Linked DNA regions of Mus musculus: regions 2, 3, 4 and 5 are each linked to region 1. A link is a contact called in public ChIA-PET and HiChIP or PLAC-seq data. All regions are on one chromosome and are shown on one strand. The core of a region is the stretch at or near the end of the contact, and the rest is flanking DNA. Distances in the headings are between cores, read along the strand shown. Region 1 has its middle 26 kb from the start of Ina. Region 2 overlaps Sufu (SUFU negative regulator of hedgehog signaling). Region 3 has its middle 23 kb from the start of Trim8. Region 4 overlaps Wbp1l (WW domain binding protein 1 like). Region 5 overlaps Sh3pxd2a (SH3 and PX domains 2A).

Region 1 (2,877 bases), core at 193-2,692:
CTTTGGATGTTGGTCTTTGCATCCCATCTTGTTTGAAATAGGGTCTCTTGTTCTCTGGTGCAACCCTAGGGTAAGTGGCCCACAAGCGTCTGGGAATTCTTCTGTCTGTGTTGCTGTAGAAATGCTAGGATGATGCACTGTAGGGCATATGGGAGCTTGTTACCAGGCAGGCATGAGAAGTGGTCAGGCTGAGTGAGCGCAAGTCCCAGGGATCTCGGGATTGAGACCGGCAGGAGCGGAGCCGTTCCCTGCCGCCTCTACCTGCCCTGGAACAGAAACCACAACACCCCACTGAGGACCGTGGTGATCAGTCATGTGGCATAAAAAACCTCAAGTACTCCACACTAATGAGGTACCTAGATAAGCCCCTGAGGGTTCAGCCAATTAGCTTCCCTTCCTGTGCACTCCTTCCCGCAAAAGGTATTTGATCCCCGGTTCACCCTGAGTGAAGTGTATGCAATTAATATCCACCATCAAATAAACCAATATGACCAAGCAAGCTGCGGGGAAGGCCTTCATCTTAAAGAGCCTCGCCTAAACTCCCGAAGAAGTCCTTCTCTCTCTTCTTCCAGAGCTCACTTGTAATCAGACTGGTCCCGCCCTTCCTGGACTCTGTCTTCCCCTTCCTGTCCAGTGCATGGATGCCCCAAGGGGAAGCATGGACCATGGACCCTGTGCCCCGACTCCCAGCTGTATGCCAGTGGCGCCCAGGTACATAGGAGACTGGGAACCACGGCATAGGTCCCAGACCCCGCAGCAGACCACCATTCTGGGGACTTCGTTCTGCCTCCCCCGAGCTGCATGCCAGCTGTGCCCAGGCATCCCAGCGGCAAGGCAGGACGCAGTTCAGCAATGCACACTACTGCAATGGCTTCTGGGTATCTACCCACAAGGCCATCTCCCCATCCTGAAAGATGTTTTTAAAAAAAAAATACTTACGAATTTATTTCTTTAGTTTTCATTTCTTTAACATCTCTTTAATTCAATAGCCAAGGAGTGAGGCAGGCATTATTATTCTCATTGAACAAATAATTTATCACTGGGTCTCTAATTATCCCACCCTACCACCCAGTGACGAATACAATCTGCTTAGCTGGCTACTGGTTAATGTAACATAATGTAACACAATATAACACAATGTAACAACTGGTGAAGTGTAACACATGGAAGGAATGTGGGCCTTGGCTTTGGCTGACTTGGAGATCATATGGGTCAGCTACTTGAGTCCAGGAGGCCCCAGCAGTGACTATACATCACTTTAGCCACCTGTAAAGGCCCCTCCCGCCAATGAATGGCTGGTTGCCATCCAGGGCTATGCAGAGAAATGCTCGCCTCTCCCCTCTTTCTGCAGGAGCAGCCAAGCAGATCATGAACCTGAGAGCCCAGCGGTTGGTTCCAGCCTCTGGGTCAGGGGGCAAGGAGGCTGAAGGGAGGGGAGTGCCTGGGCACCCTGCCACAGCTGCACCTTTAGTTAATATTTATTCTTTCTTTCTTTTGCCCAGAGACTAGGGGAGCCCAATCACAGATAGTGAAGAAAACTCCAGGGCTAGGAGAAGCTGGTTCCTGTCAGGGGTGACTCAGGCAGACCTTTACAGCAGGCAGTGCCCCCACCTGGCTCTGTGCAGGTCTTTTGTGTGGTTGTTAGAGACCACACTACTTATCTGCTCAGCAGAGCAGTCTCCTAGGAGTGCAGGAGGGTGCGGCTGGGTAATGGGTACAGAACAGTTTTATCTTTCTGCACAATGACTTTCCCTGGGGGGGAGGGGGAGACCCCTGGGTCTCTTCAGGGCGTGGCACCCCTTTTCATTAAAACTGCCTTGTCTTTCTAAAACGCATTTTGTTAGTGTTTTCTTTCCCAGAGGGGACTTGTAAATTGAGCTCCTTATTCCTCAGCGCGATATAGAGCTGACCAGAATTTCTGCCAACTCATTGTTCTTCCTCTCTGTGAGCACGGCTTCTCAGCGCCGTGAACCACCATCTTCAGAGTCATTAACGACATGATTTCTGGACCCCAGAGCAGCTGAATTTAGAATGTAGCTCCTTAGCCCCAGAGCACAGCCACTGTTGGCCCCGCGAATCTGTGTTTGGATAGTTGTACTGACTCTCGTGGAGGCTGTAGCGTAAGGACCGTTTGTTCAAGCAAGACCACAGCATTTCCTGACCTGAGCGGTTGAGTTGTAGCCACTTTCCCTACTTGGGCCTTTTCTTCAACCCTCCGAAGACAGAACTTACCAGACACTTATTTTCTGATTCCTGAGGATCATTTATTTCAGATTCTTGGTTATTATATATTTTTAAAAGCAGGATGTCATTTTACAATCTGTCCTGATCTGTAATTGCCTGCATATCCCACCCATGACCTCAAACTCACACCAATCCCCCTGCTTCAGCTCCTTGCATGTAGAGACTATGTTGAACTACCAGACTTGAATCACTTCACCATTCCCGACCTGTGACGACATGACTGCCACTTCAGTCAGGCACACCCCGGATCTTGTCATGACACTGGGGCTCAGCAATGCCAGCCTTCTGGTTTCTGGCCAGAACGTCCTGTCTTTAGCCTGCTTACTTCCCCAATACCCAAGCCTGCTCCCAACTGCCTGCCTGCCTGCCTGCCTGCCTGCCTGCATCTCTCTTTGAAAATAAATGGCCTTGGGCTTCGGAGATGGCTCGGTTGGTAAAATGCTTGCACAGGATCTGAGTTCAATCCCCAGAACCTATGTAAAGATTTTTGGGTGTGATGGTGTGCCCTTGTAATCCCATCGTTGGAGTGGCAGAGACAGGAGGATCCCTGGGGCTGTCTAGTCAGGAAAAGGCTCAGTCTCCAAGGAGGCAGATGGCCTGATGATGAAACCCGAGATTGTCTTCCAGCTGCTA
Region 2 (2,877 bases), core at 108-2,607, 510 kb after region 1:
TGGCGACGGAGCATGCTCTTTTCCTGTTTGCGGAAGGTGTGCCCACTCTAGAGATGTGTATACTCAGGGCTCTCCTCTTTCTGATGGGGGAGGTGATGGTAGCTTTTACCAATGACCAGGAAGAACAGTACCCTCAACCCAGTCAGGAGTGTATCTGCGCATTCCAACAGGGCTGGAAGCAGAGTATCACACACACACACACCCAGGCTGGTCTCAAACTCACAGAGATCCTCCTGCCTCTGCCTCCCAAGCACTGGGATTAAAGAGACCTATAGGACCACACTTCATTCTGAGTCCACACATTTTAACAGTTCCCCTCGTCTAGAAACATCGGCAGCAATGACAAACCATCCCAACACTCGCTGCACTCTATTATGCTTGTCTGAAGAACCGGGACAAAGCACTGAGGGTTTCGCTCAAAGAGCCCTTGGAGGATGGAGACCCTCTAAGGAGAGAGGAAGGGCCCCTGGACCATTCTGAGTAACATGTTCCCTTGGAGGGCTCTGGAGAACACATGTGCTGGGCAACATGCTCTCACTCTGGACAACAGTCTACCCAAGGCAATGCAAAAACACCTGCATTTTCACAAGGCACCCTGAGAGCGCATAGGGGGAGGAAGTGCTAGGAAGAGCCCAGAGGAGGAGGGCTGAGAAGAGTGTGAACCAGCAGCTCCCCACTGCAGCTCTACCTCTGGGTGACTGATTGTGAGGGCCTGGTCAGCTGGAGAGAGGGTCTGGAGCCAAGGTTCAGAGCTCACTCCAGTGGGCTCCCATCACAGGACCTGTGCAGTGCAGTCAGACAGCCTGGCTCATTGGCGGTGAGAAAGGATTGTCAACAACCTCTCAATTCTCCAGGTTCCAGCAAGTTCCAGAAAGGAACCTGAAAAGTGATCTTTTGTTGGTGCCTGCCCCGGGCAGGCCCGGCTGTGCTGCAGGCGGGGACTGAACCGCCACAAATCTGACACTCATTCCAAGGTCTGCGGTCAACGGATTTCTAAGTGGCTGACAGTGCCCATGCCTTCCCTCGGTGTGATGACAATCCACACTTTGTCTTGGGGCCCTGTTTGCTCCGTGTGTTGACATGTTGTTCTGCTCCCCAGCAAGCTTGGCTTTCTTTCCCTCCCTTTCCTCTTCTCCAGGAAGGAAGTGTGCTCTTTACAGAGGCATGGCCTGCCAAGGAGCAGCCCTGGCACCCATGAGGGCATCGAGGTGGAGCCCAGCAAGGGCTCCTGTCGGCTGCTCCCCTTCCCCACATTGAGGCAGACACTCCCGTCCTGGGAGGGGCCGAGGCGAGGCATGTGCTTGTGAGTGGTGGGGGCGCTCGCTCATTTCCTGCTCTGGGTGGGTGGTGAGAAGTTGGCTTTGGTGGCCAGGAGCAGGCTGAGACTCCTGCTCTGTCGACACAGTGGGGAATTACAGTTTGCTCTGCAACGTAATAGGCACTGGACTGAACAAAGAGGTCTGGAGACGGCCCAAGGCAAGATCTCCAAAGGAGACCAGGTATAGGCAGGCCCACCGGAAGGAGAAACGGTAGGCACCAGAAAGGGAGGGCCAGGGGCCGGGCAGGGGACTCCCAGGTTGGCTTCTACACCACATCCAAAGGTGTATATGGGGACGGAAGAAGACAGGCTGGAGAGATCTGGGAAGCCTGTTCCTGGGCTGGGATACAGTTCAGCAGAGGTTTCCCACAGGGAACAGCTGGGAGGCGTCTTCTCCCAAGCCAGGACCTCCCATTGGGCTGCTAGGGAGTGGCTGGGACTAAGAGCACCACCTGGGTGAGCTATCAGACACCACACAGCTGAGAAAGCATTGCAAGGCCTAAAAAAAAAAATAATCTCATGTTTGGTCATATGACCTTTCAGCGACCTCTGGGACTGAAGTGTCTCTCCTGCAGATAGCTCTGGCTAAGAACTTATGTCGGAAACTGACTCAGCTTTGGGCGGGGCTCTGCTCAGAAGACTGGCAACTCAGAGTCAACAGGCCAAGGGGGAAGCCTGCCACAGCCCCCAGCGAAGAGTGCCAGGGCTAGGAAGGGACACTGGCCTGTTCCGGGGTCTGGAGACCTCTCATAAAGCTCTGGACTTGGCTTACACGAAGTAGGATGGATGAGGCCATGCCTCTACTCTGGAAAGATCTTGCCTTCGCAGCATCCCTGTGTGTGAGTTTACATCTGCCCTCCAGAGTACCTTGAGTCCTCCTGAGCTAGTAGGAATTGGGGGACCATGTGGCAGTCCAGGATGAGATGTCTATGGAAGCCCATCTGAGGCCGTCCCACCAGCTCTGCAAAGGGCTCTGGCTCCCTTAGCCTCCCCTTCCCCGGCACTGAGAGGACAGATGCCTTGGCCTTGCCTTTCCCTGGGCTGGTGGCCAGAACAAGGGGCCAAGCAGGGAGTGAGCTCTCGGAAGGCTGCTGAAGGCTGATGCAAGACAGTCTCCTTGGCCCTCCCACTCCAGCTGTGACTTACAGGGATGGTTCAAGCAGCCAAGGGACAGAGGGCTGGCTCTCTCTGTACCCTATGCCTGCAGTCCTCAGCTGCCTCCTGCTCGTCCACCTGCACTCAGGTCTGAGCAGAGGCTCAGGAGGCACTGCAGACCCTGGGAGTGGCAGAAAGCAGCCTGTGACAGCAGGCTCGGCGCTCTGGGTGCCGGCGTTTCCCTGGGCCCTTTCTTGGCATAGTGGGGTTTGATCTGTGACTTTGAGTGGAACCCCAGGTTTCCAGAAGTTCGATAGATTCCTGGGGAGACAGTTGGCCCTTCAGAAGCAATCGAGAGGCCCATAAGTCATTGTAAGCCTGGTTCTCACAAGCCCGGGAGCTGCCTGTGACCACAGAGGCAAGACCCTGAAGGAAAAGTCAGGCTAGCGATCAGAAGCAGAAAA
Region 3 (2,877 bases), core at 200-2,699, 460 kb after region 1:
TGGTCCAGCGCTTGGTGGATAGAGGTGTGTGTGTGTGTGTGTGTGTGTGTGTGTGCGTGCCTGCGTGCGTGCGTGCACACTCTGAGAACCAGTCACAGGCATGGACCTGTGGAAATACAGTCTGTAACCAGCAACCAGACCTCCACACATCAGGGGCAGCTGAGAAAAAAACAGTTAAGTCAGTATCCTTTTGCCCCAGAAACAACTTATTTATTAATCTTACTTAACCTTGGCAAGGACACTATTAACTGGAGATACTGAGTTACTTGTCCAAGATCTCACAAGAAGGAGACAGAGGAGTCAAGGCCGGCTCACTGGGCATGGTGGTGCATACCTTTAATCCCAGCATTCCAGAGGCAGAGAGAGGCTGGCAGATCTCCAATTTCAAGGCTAGCCTAGTCTACAAAGAGAGTTCTGAAACACTTACACAGCTACACACACAAAAAATATCACCACCACCATCATCATCGTAATATCGATAAAAGACAGGCTCACATTATGTTATTCTGGCTGGCCCAAACCCACTATGTAGACCAGAGTGGCCTCAGACTTACAGAGATCCTCCTGCCTCTACGCTGGCACTAACCCAGTTCCTTTTTGACTTCCAAAGCTGTGATCTTAGAAGCCCAGAAAGAAGGCTGGAGGGCTGGCTTGGTGTGTAAGAGCACTGGCTGTTCTTGCAAAGCACCCAGGTGCACACAGTGCACCGACATAGATACAGGCAAAACACCAATATGTGAAAAATAAAACAACAGCAATCTTTTAAAAAATTAAAAAATAAAAAAAGTTGTTTTGAAAGAAAGAACACAGGAATCCCCTTCACAAAGAACTACAGAGCAATTTCCTTCCTTAGTGTGAAGTGCGGTGTTCCAGGGACAAAAAGCCCTTGCTAAAGAAATTAAATATTAATGACAGAATTTTAGAGAGCAAATGGGGTGCAGGAGTGGGCAGAAGTCTTGGCTGGGGTACCTGAAGCTGGGGGGCTGGGGACCAAACAAACTGTTGCCTCTTCTAGTGATTGGCTGAGTGGATTCTGCTAAGTAGTCACCACAGCCACGTGCTTCCAACAAGGAGCGTGGAGCACCCAGGAAACGTGCTCCCAACAAGGAGTGAGTGTGGAGCACCCAGGAGCCGGAGCCCGCATGCAGCTTGGGCTCCTGCTGGCTCCTCGTTTGGAAGCCCTGGCTCTCCATCAGGACCATCAGTGGCTAGGAGCACCTGGAGGACAGGCCTCCAAGGCACAGTAAGGTGGGCCAGGGATGACCTCACTCGGCCTTTGGACCTTCCCCTAGCTGCTGCTCCCAAGGCCACCAGCACAGGGCGCCAAACAGGAACCAGCCCCACCCTTAAAAACAAAAGAAAGCAGCTGGGCTCAGCTGGGAGCGGGTTCTGGGCTAAGTCTGTTGCTTCCAGTCTGAACCAGAGATTGGCCAAGTTTGATCTAGGTCATTGGAGCAGCAGTCCTGACCGTCCACTCTGACTTCCCGAAGGGAGGGGAGGAAAAAGAGCGGCTTGCAGGACAGACACGCCCCCTCCACACACCCACAGCTTCTGCCTGCTGAGCAGTCTTGAAAACTAGAGCCCAAAGAGGCCTGTCATCTGTCTCCATTTTCCTCCTTCGGACCCACATTGGACAGACTTCACACACTGGCTAGCATATCCTGGCCTTTTCTTTCAGTCAGGTATCCATGTGTAGGGCACAAACTTCACATTCATCCTTAGGAATGGCTTATCTGTGTCACTAGCTCCTCCCCGCCTGCTTTCCCCATCCCATCTCCGTACACTCTTCAGAGCCCACCAGCCTCCCTCCCTGTCTTACTTGCACCAAAAGGTCAGAATCAGGGAAGAACAACAGTCCCCACATCAGCCCCCATACACAGAACGTGGCTGATCTGGGGCTTTCCAGTCCGATGGGCTGGGACTTCCCTTAAGCTCCCAGATGACAGAGCTAAAGCAGTTTCCCTGCCACAGATGGCTTTTTGGAAAAGAGGGGATCATCTTTGGTTGCCACCAGTAGCCCATCCTGAAGCCAGAAGACTGACTTAATCCAGCCCGACTCTTCCCCTCAATACACCGAGCCCCCGAGATAGATTTCATCCTGACTCGCTCTCGGCCTCTCTCCACCCTAAGACCTGCAAGAACTAGCAGGGCAGTGAGTTGGGCAGAGAGAGAGTGGGAGGGAGCAGGATTCATTCCGCGGCTGGGATATGCTGATCCAGGCAGGAGGCGGGGCCTGCACAGCTGCAGGCAGCCCCCCTGCCCTGAGCCCGTGAATGGGCATGCACCCTCCCGCCTGCCTGAACTGCTCCTGAAACAGTTGGTCCTAATGAACACTGCGCAGGCAGGGCAGCTGTGGGCATTATCCATATGCATGGGAGGTGTATATTTATCCTCACATCCCACTCCACTCTGCAGCTGCCGCCATCTCCTGTGCCAGGAGAGTGAGCGGGTACCAGGGCCCAGGCTGCTCTTCCCACCCCCACCCCACGTCCTAGCCTTCCCTGGCTAACCCACACCACAGCCTCCACTTGACCCATTTAGAGGCAGAAGTGCGTGTGTGTGTGTGTGTGTGTGTGTGTGTGCGCGCGCGTTTGTACGCACTCAAATGTGTGAGTGTATTTGAGAGCGAGTGTAAGACAGTGCGCACACATCCAGTTGGCGCTTTTGATTTCCTCTGAAGCCTCTTGATTGCAGGCACACAATGGCATCTTGCTGCCTGCCCTGCTCCCTCAGCAGCCTGGGGTTCTGTGCTGCCTCCTCCCTAGAGCTGAGATTTTTCTGCTGACTCTGGGCACAGGGTTGACAAACCAGGAAGAGAAGCCTGAACTAGGCTCCCACCCTTGACCCTGGTCCTTTCTAAGCCCCCATATCCACAGT
Region 4 (2,877 bases), core at 255-2,754, 370 kb after region 1:
CAGACACTCACTTGATGGGTGGGTGTCTGCTATCTTGGGTCTAGAGCTTACTGAAGCTCCTGGTGACTCTAGGCATCACTGACGAAGAACAGACACTTCCAGGAGCACGACTTGTTCAAGGGGGACAGAAGAGTCTACTTTTGTGCCAAAATCTGGGTGTTTTTCTGACCTTATAAATACATCTAACCAAAGAGGTGCATAGCCAAGAATCACATGGGAATTAGCAAGCCGTCTGCAGAGACTTTTCACGTATCCTAAACCGCACTGAAATAAAAGGGCCAGGGATGCCTCTCCGGGATTGAGTGCTTGCCTGCTGCATGAGAGGTGTGAGACCCTAGCTCCAACTGTAGCACTGGAGGAAATTGTAATAGGAGGATCGTGACAGAACGGAAACAACAGAGAGACCAGGTCACATCACCTGTATGATTCACACCCAGAAGCCACAGGAAATGGAACTCCCTCAGCATGACTGGGGCTTCCTGGGCTCCACCAAAGCTGACTTCGTTCACTTTTTATGTAAACTTTGGGCAAGACAAAAATAACGTGGTCCACTCTTTGGTGGGAAAGCAAATGCAGTGATGGCTGACCCAAGGCAAGGGCTCGCAGCATCCCAACCTGAAGCAGCCCGGGATGATGGGTCCCAGCATCTGCACAAAGCCTCCTAGTGGTGCTCCACCCCCTCCTGCGACTCCTCATGTCCGTCCTCCCCCACCCCAAGCCTAGCTCCTCTTCTAAGGTCTGAGCAGCTCGATAAAAGTCTCAGATAACCTAGGTTCTGTAAATCTCATGCACGGACCTAGGTTTGGTGAGAGTCTTCTTCTCAACAAAATAAGGTAGAGGGCAACTGAGGGAGACATCCACGCTCAACCTGTGGTCTCATGCACATGTACACATGTACACATGTGCGCGCGCGCGCACACACACACACACCATACATACACAAGGGGAAAAAGTGGAGGAAGGAAGGAATTGCAAAACAGGAGTGCTAGTAACATTTCATTTTCCTGGCCACAAAAACCCGACAAGCCAGTACAAGATCAGGAGAATACCTGAATCTGACCTCGGGTTCGAGAAACTTTAGGAAGGGGTTAGGAAACCCTCCTGTGTGTGCCTTTTGTTATTGTTATTTGAGACTGCCAGTCTCCAGTAGTCCGGGCTGGCCTCAAACTTGCAACTTAACAGACCTTTATCTCCAGCCACCTCCCAAGTGCTAGGACTACAGACTTGTAGTCCACCAAAGGGGCCTTGTGTCTCACAATCTGTTCATCTTTAATTCTCAGCTGAGGAATTACAAGTATTTAAACCATCTCAGGGGCAAAACTCCCTTTCTCCAGGGAGGACCTGGACACGAGCTAACCGCTTCACACGGTTTTTTGATTATGGGAAATAGGGAGCAGCTACCCAGCTCGGTCTCCCAGCTCCGGTCTCCCAGCTCTGGGTTGGTAACATCCGCAGTGCCTGGAGGCAGCATGAAGGATGGTGAGATTAAACAGGAACAAACTGGAAGCACAGCTTACGGTACTGTGCCCCTCCCTTCCTGGATCTTACACTAATCATCTATTCGGGCGATCCTTCCTTTACCACCAGCCCCTCCGCCCTATAACTAGGAGGAAACCAAACCTATTCTAGATTTAAGGTTACGTGGTCAAAAAACGCCAGGAGAGAGCATTTAGGCAACCAGCCTGCAGGTTGTAAGGACTGTGAGAGCATACAAGCCAAGCGGGTGCAAACAGAGGGTGGCAGAACTCAAGAGGACAGCGCCACACAGGCAAGGGATGCTTAGCCCCATGTCACTCCATGTCCAGTCACAGCAACTCCTGAACCCTATGCTTCCAATACACTTCAAAAATGCCTTCATCCGGGGTCCAAGTTAGGGGAAGGGCAGGGCCAGGCCTCCCCCCAGAGCTTAAAGTGTTTTTTTTTTAATGTGTCTATTTCGTCTACATGTACGTTATGTGCCCACTGAGCACAGAAGAGGGCATCGGATGCTCTGGAACTGGAGCTACAGTTGTGAGTCACCATGTGAGTGCTGGCACTCACACTGAGTCCTCCACTGAGTAACCACTGAGCCACCACCTCTCCAGCCTCCTGAGACTTTGAGAATTGTATTCCCAGTCCAGAGTAACTATCCCCCCCCACCCCCAAATGGGCTGGCAGATACCAGCTTATTTGCCTTCACACACATGGCTCTTCATTGCCAGAATCTTAAGAAACAAAACTCTTCCAAGGTTGCTGTGCTCAAAACAGTGTCCCCAGGAGACACACCCAGGGACCAAGAACTCAAGCAAGCCAAGAAAATGTAGAAAATCAACTCAAAAGAGTCAAAATGTATAAGCCATTTTCATGTCTATTTCAGGATATTACTCTCCCCATTTGCCAGAAGGGCACAACAGAGGTGTGAAAATGCCCAGGATAGCGATCAAAGGGACCGAGGTAGAGCTCTAAGGGCTGACGTCCGGGAGACTGGCCTTTTAGACTCTGCCAAGCTCTGACATGCACTTCATGATGGCAGCCACTGCAACACACAGACTCGTGAGCCTGGACCAGCTAACTGCTCTGGGCCTGCTCATGTCTATCAGCTTCCAGGCTAGCATTCCTGTGACTGATGAGTTAAGAGCCTGCGTGAGCCTGCATCAGAACGACGCTGGGCAATTCCTTCCCAGATGCTGGCTGTCAGAAACTAAGTGGACACTGAATGTGAACTTCATCTTCATAGCTAAAAATTAACTAATTTATTTATTTGGTGTGTATGAGTATTTATGTATGTATGTATGTATGTATGTATGTATGTATGTATGTGTGTAATATTTGTGCCTAGGGCACAGGAGGGTGATTGGAGGACATAAGATCCCCTGGAACTGAAGTTAAGGATGGTTG
Region 5 (2,877 bases), core at 169-2,668, 330 kb before region 1:
ACTGGAAACGCCAGGCCATTTGTATGGCCACACTAGTGGTGTTAAGCCCCAGCCTTCCTGAACATGGGTAGAGGTTTGCATTTGTTTTGGTTCTGAGACAGGTTTCTTGACTGGCAACCCGGGCTAATGTTGAACTCCTTCCTGATTCTCCTGCCTCAGCCACTACTGTGGGAATTACAGACTGACTGGCAACTATATGGTTGTAAGAAATGTACTAGGAATTCCCTCGGGGGTGGAGCGTCTGGGAAGGCTTCCTGAAAGAGGTGATTAGTCATTTTCTGGCTTGTGGATTTGTATAAGGCTAGCAGGGCATACTGTCTTTGGGAGTGTCCACAGTATCAGTTGAAGAGCAGGAAAGATGTGACGGCACATCCAGCCATATACCCTTTAAGCCGAGATGGCACCCAGCCTGTCCATTTGCCAGCTTGGTGCTTGTTTAATGAATGTCACACCAATACAGTGGCCAAACAGGACAAAGAACTGCCTTGCTCCTGGAAGCAGGACTCACAGGCCCTCTCTCTGATACACCCTGGCCTTTGACTCCAAGGCTTTTAAAACTTCCCAGCACTTAAAGACAAGGGGAACCGGGCAGCCTCTGCTGGCTGAGATGGCAGAGAGACCCAGGAAGGCTCCTCTGGAAAGCCTAAAGCTGCTATCTGCCTGGCCCCTGGAGAACCAGGAGGACAGGAATGGAGCCGAACTTGGGGAAAAGTTGGCGTGGGGAGGGAGGGGCGCTCGGCCCGCCAGCGCTGGCGCTGGGACTTTCTTCTTGGGTTTCAAGTAAATAGTCTGGGCCCTCCTCCCATCCCCTGCCTCCGCCCCCAGCTCCTCATTCGACGGGTCTCATGTGTTTCTATTTAAGGGTTGCGAGTAAGCCCTAGTGATTGGCGGCCTCAAAGCCTCTTGACTCTTTGCTGGACCTCGGCTGTGGAGTTCTCTCCCTCTCCCTCCTGAGGGGAGCCCCGCTCCTTTTCTCTCCGGGTTTACAGGCTTGGGGTAGAGGCAGCCAGCCTCCTGGACCTCCCAGCCCTCTCTCTTCTTTCTCGCCCCTGTGTTCTGGCCTCAGCCTTCATGGGCCGCCCACTGTGCTCCTGTGGTCCCGCTCTCACACCCCGGCCAGCCCAAGAGTCTGGAGAGATGGGAGGCCCCGGGCCTCTCAGCAGACTCCCCCATGCCGGCCTGTGACTAACGCTTCGCACGCAGCAGCAGGCTTTTCCCTCAATTTCCTTGGCTTCCGTCTCTGCCTGTCTCTGCCTCTCTCCACCCCCTTCTCCTCCCCCCCCCCCGGCCCCTGGCTCCCCATGTCCCCCGGTCCCCGCGGTGCAGCGGGCCGGTGTGGGGCCTTGCTATATGGCCTGTCCTTGGGGCCCGGCAAGCTGCGAGCCCTGGCTACGGGCTGCTCCGCGGTGCAGAGCTGGCGACCGAGCAGCCTCCCTCGAGGGCGATGGACAGAGGGCGCCCCGGCCGCGGGGCTACAGCCGGCCGCTGGCTCACCGCGTGCTTTCTGCCCTCGCCAGGTGCCGACACCAACGCCGAGCCCATGATCCTGGAACAGTACGTGGTGGTGTCCAACTATAAGAAACAAGAGAACTCGGAGCTGAGCCTCCAGGCCGGGGAGGTGGTAGATGTCATCGAGAAGAACGAAAGCGGTGAGTGCGTGTCCACTCCTGGTTCCAGCCTGGCTCCTGGGCCCGGCTGGGTTTTTGTTCCTCTCCTCCTCCCCCCACCTCTGCAGCTATACGTTATTTCCATCTGGCAGGGAGAGGGAGAGGGCCGAAGAGTCTGAAGTTCCCCTGTTGGTTTGGGCTGCAGGCCAGCAGTTTGCCTGGTGGTGGAAGAATGTCTCCCTGGCTCGAGGCTAATTAGCTGGCTTGTGCTAATGCAAGGCCAAGGTGGTATGGAAGCATCCCTCCCTCATTCAGGGACTGACCCCGTGCCATCTGAGGCCCAGAGATGGTAGCTTTAGCTCAGAGATGCCCAATGACAGCTTTCCCTGGTCGAGCTGTGTGTCTGCCAGCTAGGATCCAGGCAGGAGTGGGAGGACCCAGCCAGCTGGTGGAGAGGGCAGGCATGACATCACAATAGGTTCCAGAGTCCCCAGACCCCTAGCAAGATGTCTGAGGAAGGGCCAGGCCCTGTGGGAGGTTGGCTAGTGTCTGGCCAGTGAGTGGGTGGTGAGTTTGACCACCTCCTGCTGAGCTGGAAGCCACCAGGACTTGGGAAGAGGGCCCAGGCTCTGGATGAAGCCAGGTCCAGAAGGGGTCCTGCAGCAGGCCACTTTGTCATTAGGAGCTGACAGAGACCATGCCCATGGCTTGGCAGGATCTGCTAGCTCCAGGGTTTTTGCAGAATGGATCAAAATCCCTTGATGCCCTTGGCAAGAAAAGGCACACTCGGCAGATAGAGAAAAGTTAGTCTGTGCGTGTTGCAGGGAGAGTCAAAGGGTCCTTGAAACCACAGCATCCTCTGCTGCTTGCCCACAGCCTGCCCGGTGGGACTTAAAAGGAGTCAGGATCATTTTGGTTTCAGTTTGCTGGGGACAGGCCCTGTATATAGGTGTACCCCAGGAGTGGCACTTGTGGGCCCTTCAAGAGGGAGGCCTGTCTTTGTTCCCTTCTAATATTTTGAAAGGAGCACAATCCAAAGGGTCACTGTGTCCATTCTGTAGATAGAATGACTGAGGCACAGAGAGCTGAAGCGGAAACAAGTCTCCTGAGGTCAGAAACAGTCCTCTGAATGATAATGCCTCTGAGTAACTGCAGAGACCCTAAAGAAATCTCAGTGGACATCCTTTGGGGAGCACAGGGCTAGACTCCCCCTCCTGAGGCTGGTGTTGTCATTGTCCATATGAGAGTCAGGCTCTGTCCTTGTGCCTGG

What was found. ChIA-PET counts read pairs in DNA pulled down with a chosen protein or histone mark. HiChIP or PLAC-seq counts read pairs in DNA pulled down with a chosen protein or histone mark.
Region 2: a FOXA1 HiChIP or PLAC-seq map of pancreatic cancer cells shows a contact between it and region 1. The contact joins two enhancer-like sites. A contact is called at or near these places in 2 of 115 datasets of contacts at active chromatin or transcription factors (embryonic stem cells and pancreatic cancer cells) and 1 of 9 other capture datasets (adipose tissue).
Region 3: a FOXA1 HiChIP or PLAC-seq map of pancreatic cancer cells shows a contact between it and region 1. The contact joins two enhancer-like sites. A contact is called at or near these places in 6 of 115 datasets of contacts at active chromatin or transcription factors (bone marrow-derived macrophages, extraembryonic endoderm stem cells, memory CD8 T cells and 3 more).
Region 4: an RNA polymerase II ChIA-PET map of memory CD8 T cells shows a contact between it and region 1, with 12 read pairs. The contact joins two enhancer-like sites. A contact is called at or near these places in 1 of 15 datasets of contacts at CTCF or cohesin (large pre-B cells), 5 of 484 Hi-C or Micro-C datasets (embryonic stem cells, liver, nephron progenitors and 2 more) and 9 of 115 datasets of contacts at active chromatin or transcription factors (bone marrow-derived macrophages, effector CD8 T cells, embryonic basal ganglia and 5 more).
Region 5: a contact with region 1 is called in a FOXA1 HiChIP or PLAC-seq map of pancreatic cancer cells. The contact joins two enhancer-like sites.

What each region holds. Positions count from the first base shown.
Region 1 is chr19:46,987,481-46,990,357 of GRCm38.p6, reverse strand. It overlaps a transcript of Nt5c2 not described here. Among named protein-coding and RNA genes, the nearest start is that of Ina, 26 kb to the left of the region's middle. Within about 2 kb of position 1,442, at least 127 of the 459 cell types and tissues checked have an H3K27ac peak or open chromatin away from gene starts, as enhancers often do. A contact at or near this core is called in adipose tissue, bone marrow-derived macrophages, embryonic stem cells and 4 more, where this site is marked.
Region 2 is chr19:46,477,976-46,480,852 of GRCm38.p6, reverse strand. The region is part of intron 10 of Sufu (SUFU negative regulator of hedgehog signaling); the gene reads right to left. Among named protein-coding and RNA genes, the nearest start is that of Trim8, 22 kb to the left of the region's middle. Within about 2 kb of position 1,357, at least 170 of the 459 cell types and tissues checked have an H3K27ac peak or open chromatin away from gene starts, as enhancers often do. A contact at or near this core is called in adipose tissue, embryonic stem cells and pancreatic cancer cells, where this site is marked.
Region 3 is chr19:46,523,358-46,526,234 of GRCm38.p6, reverse strand. No RefSeq gene overlaps it. Among named protein-coding and RNA genes, the nearest start is that of Trim8, 23 kb to the right of the region's middle. Within about 2 kb of position 1,449, at least 254 of the 459 cell types and tissues checked have an H3K27ac peak or open chromatin away from gene starts, as enhancers often do. A contact at or near this core is called in bone marrow-derived macrophages, extraembryonic endoderm stem cells, microglia and 1 more, where this site is marked.
Region 4 is chr19:46,615,143-46,618,019 of GRCm38.p6, reverse strand. All of the region lies in intron 2 of Wbp1l (WW domain binding protein 1 like), which reads right to left. Among named protein-coding and RNA genes, the nearest start is that of Wbp1l, 17 kb to the right of the region's middle. Within about 2 kb of position 1,504, at least 37 of the 459 cell types and tissues checked have an H3K27ac peak or open chromatin away from gene starts, as enhancers often do. A contact at or near this core is called in embryonic stem cells and memory CD8 T cells, where this site is marked.
Region 5 is chr19:47,312,807-47,315,683 of GRCm38.p6, reverse strand. It overlaps Sh3pxd2a (SH3 and PX domains 2A), which reads left to right. Exons shown (of 15, transcript NM_008018.4): 8 at 1,518-1,649. Among named protein-coding and RNA genes, the nearest start is that of Gm29834, 28 kb to the right of the region's middle. Within about 2 kb of position 1,418, at least 228 of the 459 cell types and tissues checked have an H3K27ac peak or open chromatin away from gene starts, as enhancers often do. A contact at or near this core is called in pancreatic cancer cells, where this site is marked.